Linked DNA regions of Mus musculus: all the other regions are linked to region 1. A link is a contact called in public HiChIP or PLAC-seq data. All regions are on one chromosome and are shown on one strand. The core of a region is the stretch at or near the end of the contact, and the rest is flanking DNA. Distances in the headings are between cores, read along the strand shown.

The links. HiChIP or PLAC-seq counts read pairs in DNA pulled down with a chosen protein or histone mark.
Region 2: an H3K27ac HiChIP or PLAC-seq map of embryonic stem cells shows a contact between it and region 1, with 10 read pairs. The contact joins the promoter of Yeats2 here to the enhancer-like site in region 1. A contact is called at or near these places in 4 of 39 promoter capture datasets (liver, macrophages and stem cell-derived epiblast-like cells), 5 of 484 Hi-C or Micro-C datasets (embryonic stem cells, nephron progenitors, pancreatic cancer cells and 2 more), 3 of 115 datasets of contacts at active chromatin or transcription factors (CD8 T cells and embryonic stem cells) and 3 of 9 other capture datasets (adipose tissue, liver and pancreatic islet).
Region 3: an H3K27ac HiChIP or PLAC-seq map of embryonic stem cells shows a contact between it and region 1, with 9 read pairs. The contact joins the promoter of Map6d1 here to the enhancer-like site in region 1. A contact is called at or near these places in 1 of 39 promoter capture datasets (frontonasal cranial neural crest), 3 of 115 datasets of contacts at active chromatin or transcription factors (bone marrow-derived macrophages and embryonic stem cells) and 2 of 9 other capture datasets (adipose tissue and pancreatic islet).

What each region holds. Positions count from the first base shown.
Region 1 is chr16:20,189,938-20,194,190 of GRCm38.p6, reverse strand. Yeats2 (YEATS domain containing 2) reads right to left here. Exons shown (of 31, transcript NM_001145930.1): 13 at 3,702-3,805; 14 at 925-1,032; 15 at 365-547. Among named protein-coding and RNA genes, the nearest start is that of Gm41431, 45 kb to the left of the region's middle. Within about 2 kb of position 2,495, at least 52 of the 459 cell types and tissues checked have an H3K27ac peak or open chromatin away from gene starts, as enhancers often do. A contact at or near this core is called in embryonic stem cells and pancreatic cancer cells, where this site is marked.
Region 2 is chr16:20,139,126-20,143,378 of GRCm38.p6, reverse strand. Yeats2 (YEATS domain containing 2) reads right to left here and starts at 2,316. Exons shown (of 31, transcript NM_001145930.1): 1 at 2,144-2,316.
Region 3 is chr16:20,239,222-20,243,474 of GRCm38.p6, reverse strand. It overlaps Map6d1 (MAP6 domain containing 1), which reads left to right and starts at 2,117. Exons shown (of 3, transcript NM_198599.2): 1 at 2,117-2,541. The coding sequence starts at 2,162. It overlaps Gm49566 (a long non-coding RNA gene), which reads right to left and starts at 2,017. Exons shown (of 3, transcript XR_003951848.1): 1 at 1,722-2,017; 2 at 1,330-1,594.

The sequences.
Region 1 (4,253 bases), core at 1,246-3,745:
TGGAGGTGTTCAGAGCAGCACTCTCTTACAGGTCAAAACAGTGCTCCCACTTAGATGTGAATCATTAGAAAGCCCATGAAGCCTGTTACTTTTACTGCTAGAGAGAGGATACTTTGTCCCTATGCTCCTGAGACTGTTCCTGGGTCTTCTATTTAAACGCCCCTTACTCTTGTCAGGGATAGACAGTAAGGAGCACATGTGTGTAATATCAACTGACTAGGTCTTCTCCAATCTGGTTAACATACATAGGTTAATATGGGATCAACAACTTAAGCAACCTAAGTCATTTTGGCACCTGCCAACTATGTAGACAAATAACCTTTATCTCTTGAACATGACTCTCCCACCCCAAACCCATACAAACCTTGGAGGGTGCAATCTTTGGTGACTGAGTGGTCCCTTCTCCAGCACTTATGACCTGCTTTTGAGGGGACACAGCTATCATGTGACCCCCTTTCACGGTCACATACTGAGGGAATGCTGACTGGCTCGCAGCTCCTGTTGTGGACACATGAGGAGCTTCTCCAGGTTCCTGTTTGATGATCACCTTGCAACACACAATGACACTGAATAAGTATCCCATGGGGAGGAGGAGGAAGGACCTACTATGAAACTGTGAATCTAGTCTCTGCAGTGTTAATCAAGTTTGGATACACAGAACGGCTCCATGAAAAAGGTAAAATAATGCTTTAAGAGATACGAGTCCTTAGGCAAATTGTATCTCACTTGATCCCTGCTCTGTCACTTGTCATAGAGACGGGGTAGGAAGGCAGCAAAGAGAGACAAAATAGGCCGTGACCTCTGAACTCCCGTGTCCCTGGAGTCCTAGGACATGGACAGCATTAAATAAGTGGGAGCACATCTCAGAGCTAAGGCCTATTAAAGAGTGGGAAGGCCACAGGTAAGGCTATGACACACACTCACCTTTGTGAAAGCCCCAAGTCCTCCAGTCACAGCTTTGGGGCTCTGCACTTTAGGGTGACTACCAATTGGGCAAAGAGGTGGCATAGATGCGAATAAAGACTCCTCCTGCTGTATGTAAAAACATTACTATATATTATATAACAGGCCCAAACGGATGCTTTCAGATACTCTAGCCACTTAGTACACTTAATACAGTAATATTATCTACTTAATACAAACCTACCACAGCCAGCAACACACACACACACACGACAAAACAAAAACCCACAATGCTAGAGATCTTCTAAGCTTCTATACATTTACTGTAATTTCCTTTTTAAAAGCAAATAAAAAATGAGGTATGCAATTCCATCTGAGCACCAGTAGTAACTCACTGCACAGGAGGCTGACAAAGGAGGACTGTTAGTTCAAGTCTAGCCTGGACTAAACACTGAAACCCTGCCTGAAAAATCAGGAAATCAGCTCAGCAAAAGGCTACTCACCTGTGTCCTGATGGATGTTACAGTCCTATAAGACAGGGTGTCAGGTAGACCAGGTTGGTTTCACTATCTAGCTAAAGAAAACCTTGAACTTCTGATGCTCCTGCCTCTACTTCTCGAGTGCTGGGATTACATGCTTACAACCTCACACTTGTTTTTATGTGGCATTGGGGACGGAACCCAAAGCTCTGTGCATGTAGGAGAAGCACTCTACCAGTGTTGTGTAGCAGTTTCTTGGAGACTGACATGCTCTATCTCCCAGGGAAGTTCCTTAAGGCAAAGGTAAACGTCTCAAAATAGCTGAGCAGATTCACGAGGGCCCCCCTCTCAGAGTAAGCAAGAAAGACAAGGCAAGCTGCAGGAAAGGCCCTGAGATCAGACCAGCAAGGAGGAGAAAAACCAGCAAGGCTGCCTGACTAACATAGTCACTAGGAAAGGATACTCTAACCTACTCCAGGTTTCCTTGCTTCTGTGAGTCAGCACCCTTCCTGGGCTGGGCCTTGGTGAAGCAGCTGTTTTTGAGTCATTTCTGCCCCTGTAAGTAACCCCTCACCCATACTCATGTAAGTAACCTCAATAAAAAACTCATTGGTTTACCACAGTGGACTTTGATCTGTTGTTGGTTCCCTATCTGGAGTGAATAGATATGAGCACTGCATCTCCCTAGGAAGTCTTTTCACACAACACCAACTGATCTTTATGTCCATTCCTAATATTTGATTCTTTATGTATGTCTGATCTTTTGCCAGATGGTAGAGGACAGGGGTTGTATTTGGCTTTATATTCCTAAAGCACAGGCACTAAGTAAGTTATTCTAACAAATAATGGTGATGTTTTAGAGTGTGTGTTTTTTTTCTTTTATACTCTCAACTTGTCTTGAAAAATTCACTCAGTATCTGGAATACAGATAAATGTAAAATGAGTTTCACATTTGGAAAATAAATTTTCCAAAGGAATAAAAAGGATAAGAAAACAATGCTCTAGGCCAAGGTAACCCTGTATCTCAGGAGGGGGAGACAGGACGGTCCCAAGCTCCAGCCTAGACTACAGTGAAAGCTTACCACAAAACAAGCAAACCATCAAAGGAAGGAAGTGGGAATAGAAAATGGAAAGCAACAGCAGAGTGAGATAAAAACCACTGACCTTTGTCTCCACCTCAAAAGACAAAAGCAGATCTCAGAGATAATGTGCCAAAATTGAACTTTAAGGAAAATAATTAAAGTTAAGACTACTACTTGCCTACGAAATGAAATGTCATCAACAAATACTAAAAAATAAATGGTAGAGGTAAGACTTTCAAGGGAGTTACTCCAAGAAAACCTCATTCTGATCAGAAAACCATCTGTGATCCCTGTCAACTAAGTTAGAGGAATGTTAACTGCTGGGGTGGGTACTCACTAAAGCAGATTTGCATCTCAGGGCCACTCAGACAGCAGTCTGCATCTGAAAGGCTTTCAAGTAAGATAACCATCTTGAGAAAACAGGAGCCAAACAGGGAAGTGCTTTGGCCAAATACTGAGCAGACTGTCTTGAGTATGTGAAGAAGTCGGATGCTGTATGGATAGGTGATATTCTGAACTACTCTCTATTTGAAGAGGTTAAGAATTACTTTTTTTTTTTTTTTTTTTTTTAAAGATTTATTTATTTATTATATGTAAGTACATTGTAGCTGTCTTCAGACACTCCAGAAGAGGGAGTCAGATCTCCTTACGGATGGTTGTGAGCCACCATGTGGTTGCTGGGATTTGAACTCTGGACCTTCGAAAGAGCAGTCAGGTGCTCTTACCCACTGAGCCATCTCACCAGCCCAAGAATTACTTTTAAATTAATTAACTAAGGCTGATGTGTGCAAAGGGGACAAGGTTTGCTCCTTGTACCATCAGAAACCATGCTGCCAGGCAAACATTTTTATAGAGAATGTATATGTGTCTGTGTGAGTCTGCACATGTGTGTGCAGTGCCTAAAAAGGCTAGAAGTGGCATTAGATCCTTTGAAGCTGGAGTTACAGGTAGCCGTGAGCTGCTATGTAGCTTCCGGGACCTTTAAGAGCAGCAGGCACTCTGAACAGCTGAGCCATTTCTCCAGCCTCTCAAGGAGTATTTTTAATGAAGTAAGTAAGGCTGCCTCTTCCCGTACTGAGCTTTCAACTAGTACTGGGTAAGCACTTGAGAGATGTGCTGAGCACTGTCTCCTATATCAGGAAGAAAGTGAAGAAGAAATAATCTTCAGGATCAAATGCTGTCTTTGGGTAGCACCCCCGCTGAGCTTGCGCAATATAGTAAAGCAGGGACAGTTTACCTTCACAGTAGATGTCAAAAAACTACTTCCATGAATCTTAGGAATAGGGGACCCTGTTCCTTGGGAAGCCTGAGAGGCCACTGGGAGCTTGCTTGTAGGACTTCCTGATAAGCAAGACAGATATAAAAATTATGTATCAACAAAATAAAGTTTACAAGATATAATTTAAAAATCATTTCCCCCATTCTTTGTTTCCAATTATTTACTGTTCATTTTTAAAGGTTGAAGATTCAAAACCATAAAAGTCTAAACACACACACACACACACACACACACACACACACACACTCTGCTGAATGCCAACTTTTACTGCACCTGTTTCCAAATGCTGCCTGTGTTATCCCACAGCCACACAAAGTCTGATTAAAAAAATTCACTTAATCATCAATAGTAAATAAGTTTAGATCTAAAGAGAGATTCCATAACTTATTTTACCTACCAAACTTGCCTCTTCAGAGTTGTGGGCTGATTCCTAAAACTAATATGTAGCCACAAGACAGCTCAGCATACCTAAATATGCTGGAAGCAGAACTTTTCAAATGATCTCTACAT
Region 2 (4,253 bases), core at 1,067-3,566, 51 kb after region 1:
AAAACAAGCTCCTCACAACAGAACCGGAAAGGTGCAGAGATAGAGGGCCTAGTGGTTAAGAGTACTGACTGCTCTTTCACGAGACCTATCCACGTTCCACTCCCAGCACTTGTGATGGTGCAAGGGTCCGTAACTCCAGTTACAATTATTATACCTTCTGGCCTCTGTAGGCGCTACGTGCAAGTGGTGCAGAGACATATATACAGGCAAACCTCATACGCTTAAAATCAATGTTTTTAAGCTGTGGAGGAAAATATTAAACATATGTCAGTAACCAAGCAATGACAGAGCTAGGGATACACTTCAGGGGTAAAGTATGTGTCTGCAGACATTCCTGGGTAAACAGCATGCAGACAGAGATCAGAGAACAACGTATGGGAATCGGTTATTTCTTTCTGCCGTGTGGATCCTGGGAATGGAACTAAGGCCATTTCACCAGTGCAAAAGGAGCAACTCCTACTCTAGTAGCTTATAAGCCGTCCTGGTTTCCAAAGAGAAAATACATATTCTGTTTCTCCTCGGTCCTTTGCTTAGTCTTTTAATCCTGACTTTTATACTGTCACATGTGCTTTCTCAACATACTGACCGTATAACAAATATGTCACTCAGATTTAACTCATGTAAAACAGATTGAGGCCGGGTGGTGGTGGTGCATGCTTGCCCCATCTCAATAAATGGTACAGTTATCTATCTATGTGGTTGCTCAAAACAAGAATTAAAAAGGGAATGCAGGGCATGTGGACAAAAATCTATATACTCTCAGCACGCCAGAGGTTGGGACAGAAGAATCCAAAGTTCAAAGCCATCTTTGGCTATATATGGAGTTTGAAGTCACTCTGAGCAACATAAAACCTTGTTTCAAACCCAAAACACACGCACATCAAAGCAACCCTCAGCATTCGGTGCCTGCAACTCCAACTCTTAAAAGTTGAGAAGGTTCAAGAGTTCAAGGCCAACCTGGGCTACAAGCTATCTCTCCCTTTCCCTTCCAAGGCTTGCTAATTCTACCTCCAAACGCTCATCTTTTCACTCTGTCTACTTCCATTTGCAAGGAGTCAATCCAGGCTACCGCAGAAGGCTGCATCCTGACTCCTCAGCACCCCCCCCACACACACACACACACACTTTTGACTTCTCCGGTGTAGTGGTGGGATTGTGCCACTACCTTCTCAAAACCTTTCTACGAGCTTCCTATAAAAAGTAAGTCTGCCAGATGTGGTGGTGGTGGAACCACACCCTTAATCCCAGCACTGGGAAAGCAGAGGCTGGTAGATCTGAGTTCGAGGCCAGCCTGGTCTACAGAGAGGACTGAGGTTCTGAGACAGGTCTATGTATGTATATGAAAGAGACCCCCGTCTAAAACGAACCACAGTTAAGGCACCAACCCCTCATCGGTTGTTTTGGTCCTACCTTTAAGGCAGACTACACAAATATACACACCCATAGTAATTACTTCTGGACACTAGAATTTCTTCTTTGTCCTTGTCTAAATTTTAAAAATATTCTCGGATGAGTACTTGCTACTTATTAATGGCAACGATACTGCTGAATAAATGTGTATTACCTTCTAGTTTATGTTATGGAATTTTAAAAGTGGGTTGTTTCTGCAATTAGGTATGTGCCTAGACAAAAATACTAGCAATATCAAAACTAGTAAGATGTTAGTGAGCTGCAGAATTATAGGACACAGTATTTTTTGTTTAACATAAATACTTGCATAATGGAGATGAGCTCTAAGCCTTATTGTCTTCTGCATAAGCACACCGAGCCGTGTTTCTGGTCAAGTCCTCACTTTCCGAAGCTTCCATAGGACACAGCACCGTCCTACGCTCTCGTGCAGACTTCTCGCAACCTTCCTAAGCCGCCGCAGATTTCTTTGGGCAAATCCAAACTTGCCGAGGCGACCTCGTCTCGGGACCACCCGCGGGTCACCGCGCAAGCTCAGCCGCCTCGGCTGCAAAGCGACCCGTCTGAGGCTGCGCGGCGAGAAGAACCCTCCCCACGCCGGACCTGGCTCTCCGCGGACCCAGGCGCCCACCCGTCCGCGCCGCTGAGCTGTCCGCGCGGCCGCGGTGGGGGAGGGGTGCACGTGCCCGCGCCAGACAATGCCCCGCACAAGACGCGCGCCCGCACCGACACTCACCCTTCCTGCGCGCCCAGCTGCAGCGCCGCCCTGCCGGGACCCGGAACCCCCACGCGGAGAGAAAGAGCGAAAGGTCTCCTCCCGTGGAACCGCCGTGCGAGGCCCGGGACGCGCCCGCGCGGAAGCTCACGACAGAGCAGCCCGCCCGCCGTCAGGCTCCGCCCCGCACGTCACCTCGAGGGCGGGGCGGCGCGGGCGCGCGCGGTGGGGGCGGGGTCGGGGCGGCGTGGCCGCGGGGGGCTAAAGCTGCTCCTGAACTCTGCGTCGCACCTTCAGGTTGACCGCTTGAGCCGGCCAACCGTTGTCTTCCTGCTGAAAGTTTGAGAGAATGCTGGTTCTCTTGTAGTCATGGCAATAGTAACTATGGTGACCGCACTGCTGAGCGTACCATCTTGCGTCACTGTGTTTAGTGATAGAGGTGTATATAGCAGCCGTAACCTAGTATCTAGTATCGCGGGGTAATACTTGTAGTCTGGAGACTGAGGCAGGAGCATCACAAGTACAAAACCTGTCTAGTTACATAGTGAATTCAAGGCCCTGTCTCAAAGTAAAAGTTATTGGTAGAGTGCTTGCTTAGAGCAATGCTGTGGGTCCAACCTCCAGCACCATAAATATATATATTAAACAAGCAAACAAAAAAAAAAAAAGAAAGAAAGAAAGAAAGAAAGAAAGGAAGGAAGAAAGAAAGACGTGGTGGCGCACGCCTTTAATCCCAGCACTTGGGAGGCAGAGGCAGGCGGATTTCTGAGTTCGAGGCCAGCCTGGTCTAAAAAGTGAGCTCCAGGACAGCCAGGGCTATACAGAGAAACCCTGTCTCGAGAAACCCTGTCTCGAAAAACCAAAAAGAGAGAGAGAGAGAGAGAGAGAGAGAGAGAGAGAGAGAGAGAGAGAGAATGAAGGAAGCAAAGACAGGAAGAAGGCATTAATCATTGTGAACCCATTTTAGTAGATGTAGCACCTGAGTGAGGTGTAGTGGTCCCCCCTCCCCCCTCTGGTCCCAGATACTTTGTAGACTGAAAGAAAGGGTGAAGGTTTGAAAACGTTGAAAACTTTTTTGTTTGTTTTGTTTTTTGAGACACTGTTTCTCTGTAGAAACATTTACTTTTGTAGATTTACTTAATGTAGATGCAGCTAATGAATGACAATCCATTAAGCCTCGGTTTTCCCTTTAAAATCGCTTGAAACCAGCTTTCTTCCATGATACTACACACCAAGACTTCCTATTACTTCTTCAGGACTACAGCATCCAGGCTGACCTTGGAGCTGCCTCAGACTTTTTCAGCTCTTGCTCATATTGTACAGCTTGTACATACTTACCACACAAGCTGAGTAGTGAGGTTTTTTTTTTTTTTTTAAGATTTATTTACTATTATACATAAGTACACTGTAGCTGACTTCAGACGCACCAGAAGAGGGCGTCAGATCTCATTACTGGTGGTTGTGAACCACCATGTGGTTGTTGGGATTTGAACTCAGGACCTTTGGAAGAGCAGTCAGTGCTCTTACCTGCTGAGCCATCTCACCAGCCCGAGTAGTGAGTTTTATTATATTTTATGTACATATTGTCAATCTTTTTATGCATTTTGTTTAATATGAAATATTTTAAAAGTTATATTCCTATATCCCCTATATCAAGGCTAGTCATGGGCCAGGAATAGTGGCCCACAACTCTGATCCCAGCATTTAGGAAGCAGAGGCAGATAGATCTCTTTGAGTTCAAGGCTAGCCTGGTTTATATAGTAAGTTCCAAGCCAACCAGAACTAAATAATGAGAACTGTCTTAAAACAAGCCCAGTCATGACACATAGTATAGATTCAAAACTGTCACATAGTTATAGACTCAAAAGCTGTGAACAGTGACAAAGACTAGAGACATGTATCTTATCCCTGGCCTCCTGATATTAAGGTCTATCAGGAGTAAAATAAGATGAACCATTTTCTCAACAATGTTTATTGCTTCTCTACTGTCTGGGACTCACTCCTATATATGTTAGTTGGGCACAGAGGGCACAGAAGTGCACAAAGCAGAATTAATTAGCCCTGATAAAAATTTTCAACCTCATAATGATTATCTTTCAGGTTAGCCTCCTAAGTGGTAGGATTAGAGACA
Region 3 (4,253 bases), core at 868-3,367, 50 kb before region 1:
AGTATTTTAACTAAAATGGCCTAAAAGTTAGGTTACACCCACACTACACTTCTCCCTTCTGGACCCTCATCTCACTTGTAAACAATAATTTGTCTTCTGAAAAAGAAAAGAACAGGAGGAGGAGGAGGAGAAGAGGGGAAAAAAGAAAAAAATTCCTCTTTCCCTAGTGGGAAAGTATTTTGGATGTATACAAAAGGTTCCTTGAGAAAAACAACCTTATATGATTAAAAGGTTGCTCCTTCCCTTCTGTGAAACAGTATAGTGTAAAAACAAACAAACAAACAAACAAACAAAAAACCAAAAAAAAAAAACCAAAAACCCAAAAAAAACCCCCAAAAACCAAATAAACAAAACAAAACAACAACAACAAAAAGCCTGGCGTGGTGGCGTACGCCTTTAATCCCAGCACTAGGGAGGCAGAGGCAGGCAGATTTCTGAGTTCGAGGCCAGCCTGGTCTACAAAGTGAGTTCCAGGACAGCCAGGGCTATACTGAGAAACCCTGTTTTGAAAAACCAAAAACCAAAACAAAACAAAAACCAAAAACAAAACAAGCAACCAAACCAACAGCCCACCCTACCCTGAAAGTAAAACCTGCTCACCTTGCACCTGAAATGATGTGATTTCTGCCTTTTGACTTAAAGCCCCTGTCCTGCAGTGCTTCCATACCAAGAGCCCATCCGAGGCACTAGCCCACTCACTCTTCATCACCAGCTAATTAAAGGACTTGCTGTACCCTTAACTGTTTTAGCAAGAGTGGTGATCTGTGACTTTCTCCCCTGGACTATTTCATAACCATTAACCTTCATTTGCCAGGCTGACTAACCCAAAGCTCAGCTCCACTTCACAAAGTCAGTTGGCTCTGGCTGAGAGAAGACTTTGTGTGTGTGTGTGAGTGGTGGTGGTGGTGGTGGGGTCCACATAATCTTAGTTAGGGTTTTACTGCTGTGAACAGACACCATGACCGAGGCAACTCTTATAAGGACATTTCATTAGGGATGGCTTACAGGTTCAGTCCATTATCATCAAGGTGGGGGCGTGGCAGTGCCCAGGCAGGCATGGTGCAGGCAGAGCTGAGAGTTCTACATCTTCATCTAAAGGCCACTAGGAGAAGATTGGCTCCCACATGGTTAGGAGGAGGGTCTCATTGTCCACCCTGAACAGTGACACACTTCCTCCAACAAGGCCACACCTATTCCAACAAAGTTACACCTCTTAATAGTGGCACTCCCTGGGCCAAACATATTCTAACTACCATACCCATGAATGCACCTTCAGTAAAGGTTTTCCCAACTCCAGACTTAACTGTCAGTATGGGGTCATAGCCAGACCTGGGGTGTTAACCAGCAATGGTATGTCACTCCAGTACAACTTGCAGCTAATGAAGTTGAGGAAGATGAGCTGACCAATGGGCCCAGACTGGGCAGTCCTCCTAGGTGCAGACTGGATGCTTCTCAGGTTCAGCCAGAAGTTGTAACTACCACCACTTCCATGGTTGCAGGTCTGAGTGCATGCAGGATACACTTGGGAAGCCCTTGGAGGGCAGCTGGATGTTTTCTGTATTTAACTGACCTTCATTCAGGCTGGATTATAGCCCTGCAATGGAACGAGCATACATGCACATCAGGGAAAGGAAACCAGTTTGGGGGTTGTAATTACAACCCAGGGAAAGGACGATTGGGAGCTTATGACAGTTCTTAAGGAAAACCGGGTTAGTTGTTACCCATTTATAACAGCACAGTAAACAGCAAATGGAGATTCACGAGCTGACATGGCCCTAAGTTCTCACTTGCATCACCTTCCTGGTTGCCTCCACCCTTTCCACTCTGGGTGGTCGCTGAGTCCGCTAGGCACAGTTTAAATCTATTTTGCAGCCACCCGTGTCCACAAATGCCAACAGAGTTCTCTGGTCCTGCCGCCAGAGCCTTCTTGATGGATTGATTGTTCCTTAAAAAAAAAAAAAAAAAAAGTAGCAGGCTTAGTGACGGTGAGGAAATGCCTCCTTCCGACCTCGCTCTCGATGAAGCCCAGGTCTGATTTCTGAGCTCACATTGGGGGAACTCTGGGTTTAGGACTGCCCGCAGGCCGTCCTTGCGGGGCTCAGGGTTGCGCGGGGGCAGTGGGGTAGTGCGCGCGCGCGGCGCAGGCGCGCGGCCGAGCGGCATGGCGTGGCCCTGCATCAGCCGGCTGTGCTGCCTGGCCCGGCGATGGAACCAGCTGGACCGCTCGGACGTAGCGGTGCCGCTGACTCTGCATGGTTACTCGGACCCCGGGAGCGAGGAGTCGGGCGCAGACTGCAGCGTCTCGCGCGGGAACCCGTCGGTCGCAGGCGCGCGGGAGTCCAGCCGCGCTGTGCCGCTCACCCAGTACCAGCGCGATTTCGGTGTGCGAACCGCGCGCGCCGGGTCCCGGGATGCGGCTCAAGAGCGCCCATCGGGGCCGGGCGGCCGCAGAGGCCAGTCCTCGGCGCCCCCCACCCGGACGGTCTACGTGCTGCCGGTCGGGGACGCGGACGCAGCTGTAGTAGCGACCACGTCTTATAGGTGGGTAGCTGGCTGCGGCAGAGGAATGCTTCGAATCTGGACCTGCGGTGGGAGGAAACGGAGCCCCGAAACGGGGTGGGGGCGGGGAGAGCACGAAGGCTGAATACCACAGGATCTGGAGAGTGACAGGGGAGCTTCGGGGTCATCTTTGGTCTCCTGACACTGCAGGCATCGCCTTGTGTTCCCAATTGCTCCCTACCCTGGGATCCAGGATGAGCGCACCTCGTAAGAGAGCACCCCTCCCTCGATTTGATTCCTCCTCCTTCGGTCTCAGATTGTTCTTTTTTAACTTCTGTGGGGTGAGCAAAGAGGGCGGTGCACAGCCCCTCATCCCACGCCCCACGCCGTGCCCAGGGCCAGTGCCTGCGCTGTTCAAGATCCCACAGAAGGAAGGTCCTTTGCACCCTTAACAGCTTTGGACAACTGAGGACTTCTTGCCTCTTCTTTCTACATAGAAGAGTAATGAATGCTCATAATGGGGGAATTAGAAATAAAAATAACAAATTCTGCCTTAACACCCTCACGCCTCCCCTCCCAAACAGATGGATCTTCCTAATTCTTAGTATACAATGAATGCATACACATTCAGTTTCCTCCACGATCTTATTCTTGCTGTTGCGATGTTTTAAAATATTTAATATATATTAGTGTGGAGAGGGGGGCGAGAGGAGGGGCGAGCAGATCAGAAGACAACTTTAGAAAGTCACTCCTCTTCCCCTTCTGCCATGGATTCCAGGGATCCATCTCTCGGATTGTCAGGCTCACACATTATAACTCCATTACTTTTTTTTTTTTTAACTTAATGTAATGTTTGACCATAGATAGATGTTCTGAATGTTAATAACTGTAATGTATGTTAGCCCTTTGTTAGGCATATAGCCACAGGCATAAGCCCCCCACCCCCCCTTTTTTTTTTGGTCTCATCTGTGATGCCTTGTTTGGGACTATTTAAAACACCACTCCATATTTATTACAGGTGTTTGAATATTTTAGGAATTTTGTTGTCTAGATTCCTTGAAGGTGGGATGGGAGCTCAGGACTAAAAAGGTCCATAGGGCTGGAGAGGTGGCTCAGTGATTAAGAGAGTGCACTGCTCTTCCATGGGATGGGAGTTCAGTTCCAGCACTCAAGCCAGGCATCTCACAATTGTCTCTTAACTTCAAGGCTCTGGGGTATCCACACTCACTGCACATATCCACACTCAAGATACCCACACATACACATAACTAAAAAGAAAACTTAAAACATAATAAAAATGGCACATGGAGACACTGTACAGATAGATGGTCACAGCCCTGCTGTCCTGATATTGGGGATGCACTAGTTATGGGTCTGTCATAGGGTGGGACACTGAAGCCCTGCAGGTACAGATGGTGAATCTCAAACACACACACACATGTCAAAGGGGGCCAAAGTGCAGGACAGGTTCCACCTTAAGACTCTGTTCCTTAAGGTACTTAATGGGTGTGTGTGGTGCAGGGCAAGGCCTTGTGTTCGTGGACTCAAGTGGAGCTGTCTGGCATTGCTGGTGGCAGGGCAGGCAGGCAGGCTTACTGACTGCCAATGTAGGAACCTGAATCCCCTGCAGGAGAGGTCTGAATGTTCACGGTCCTTCCAGTGGTCCTGCCTGCGCATGACTCTGCAATGGCTTGAGAATCTAGCCGTCAAACAACTGGTTGGGCTTGCAGGGAAGACAGGAAGCCACCTTTCAT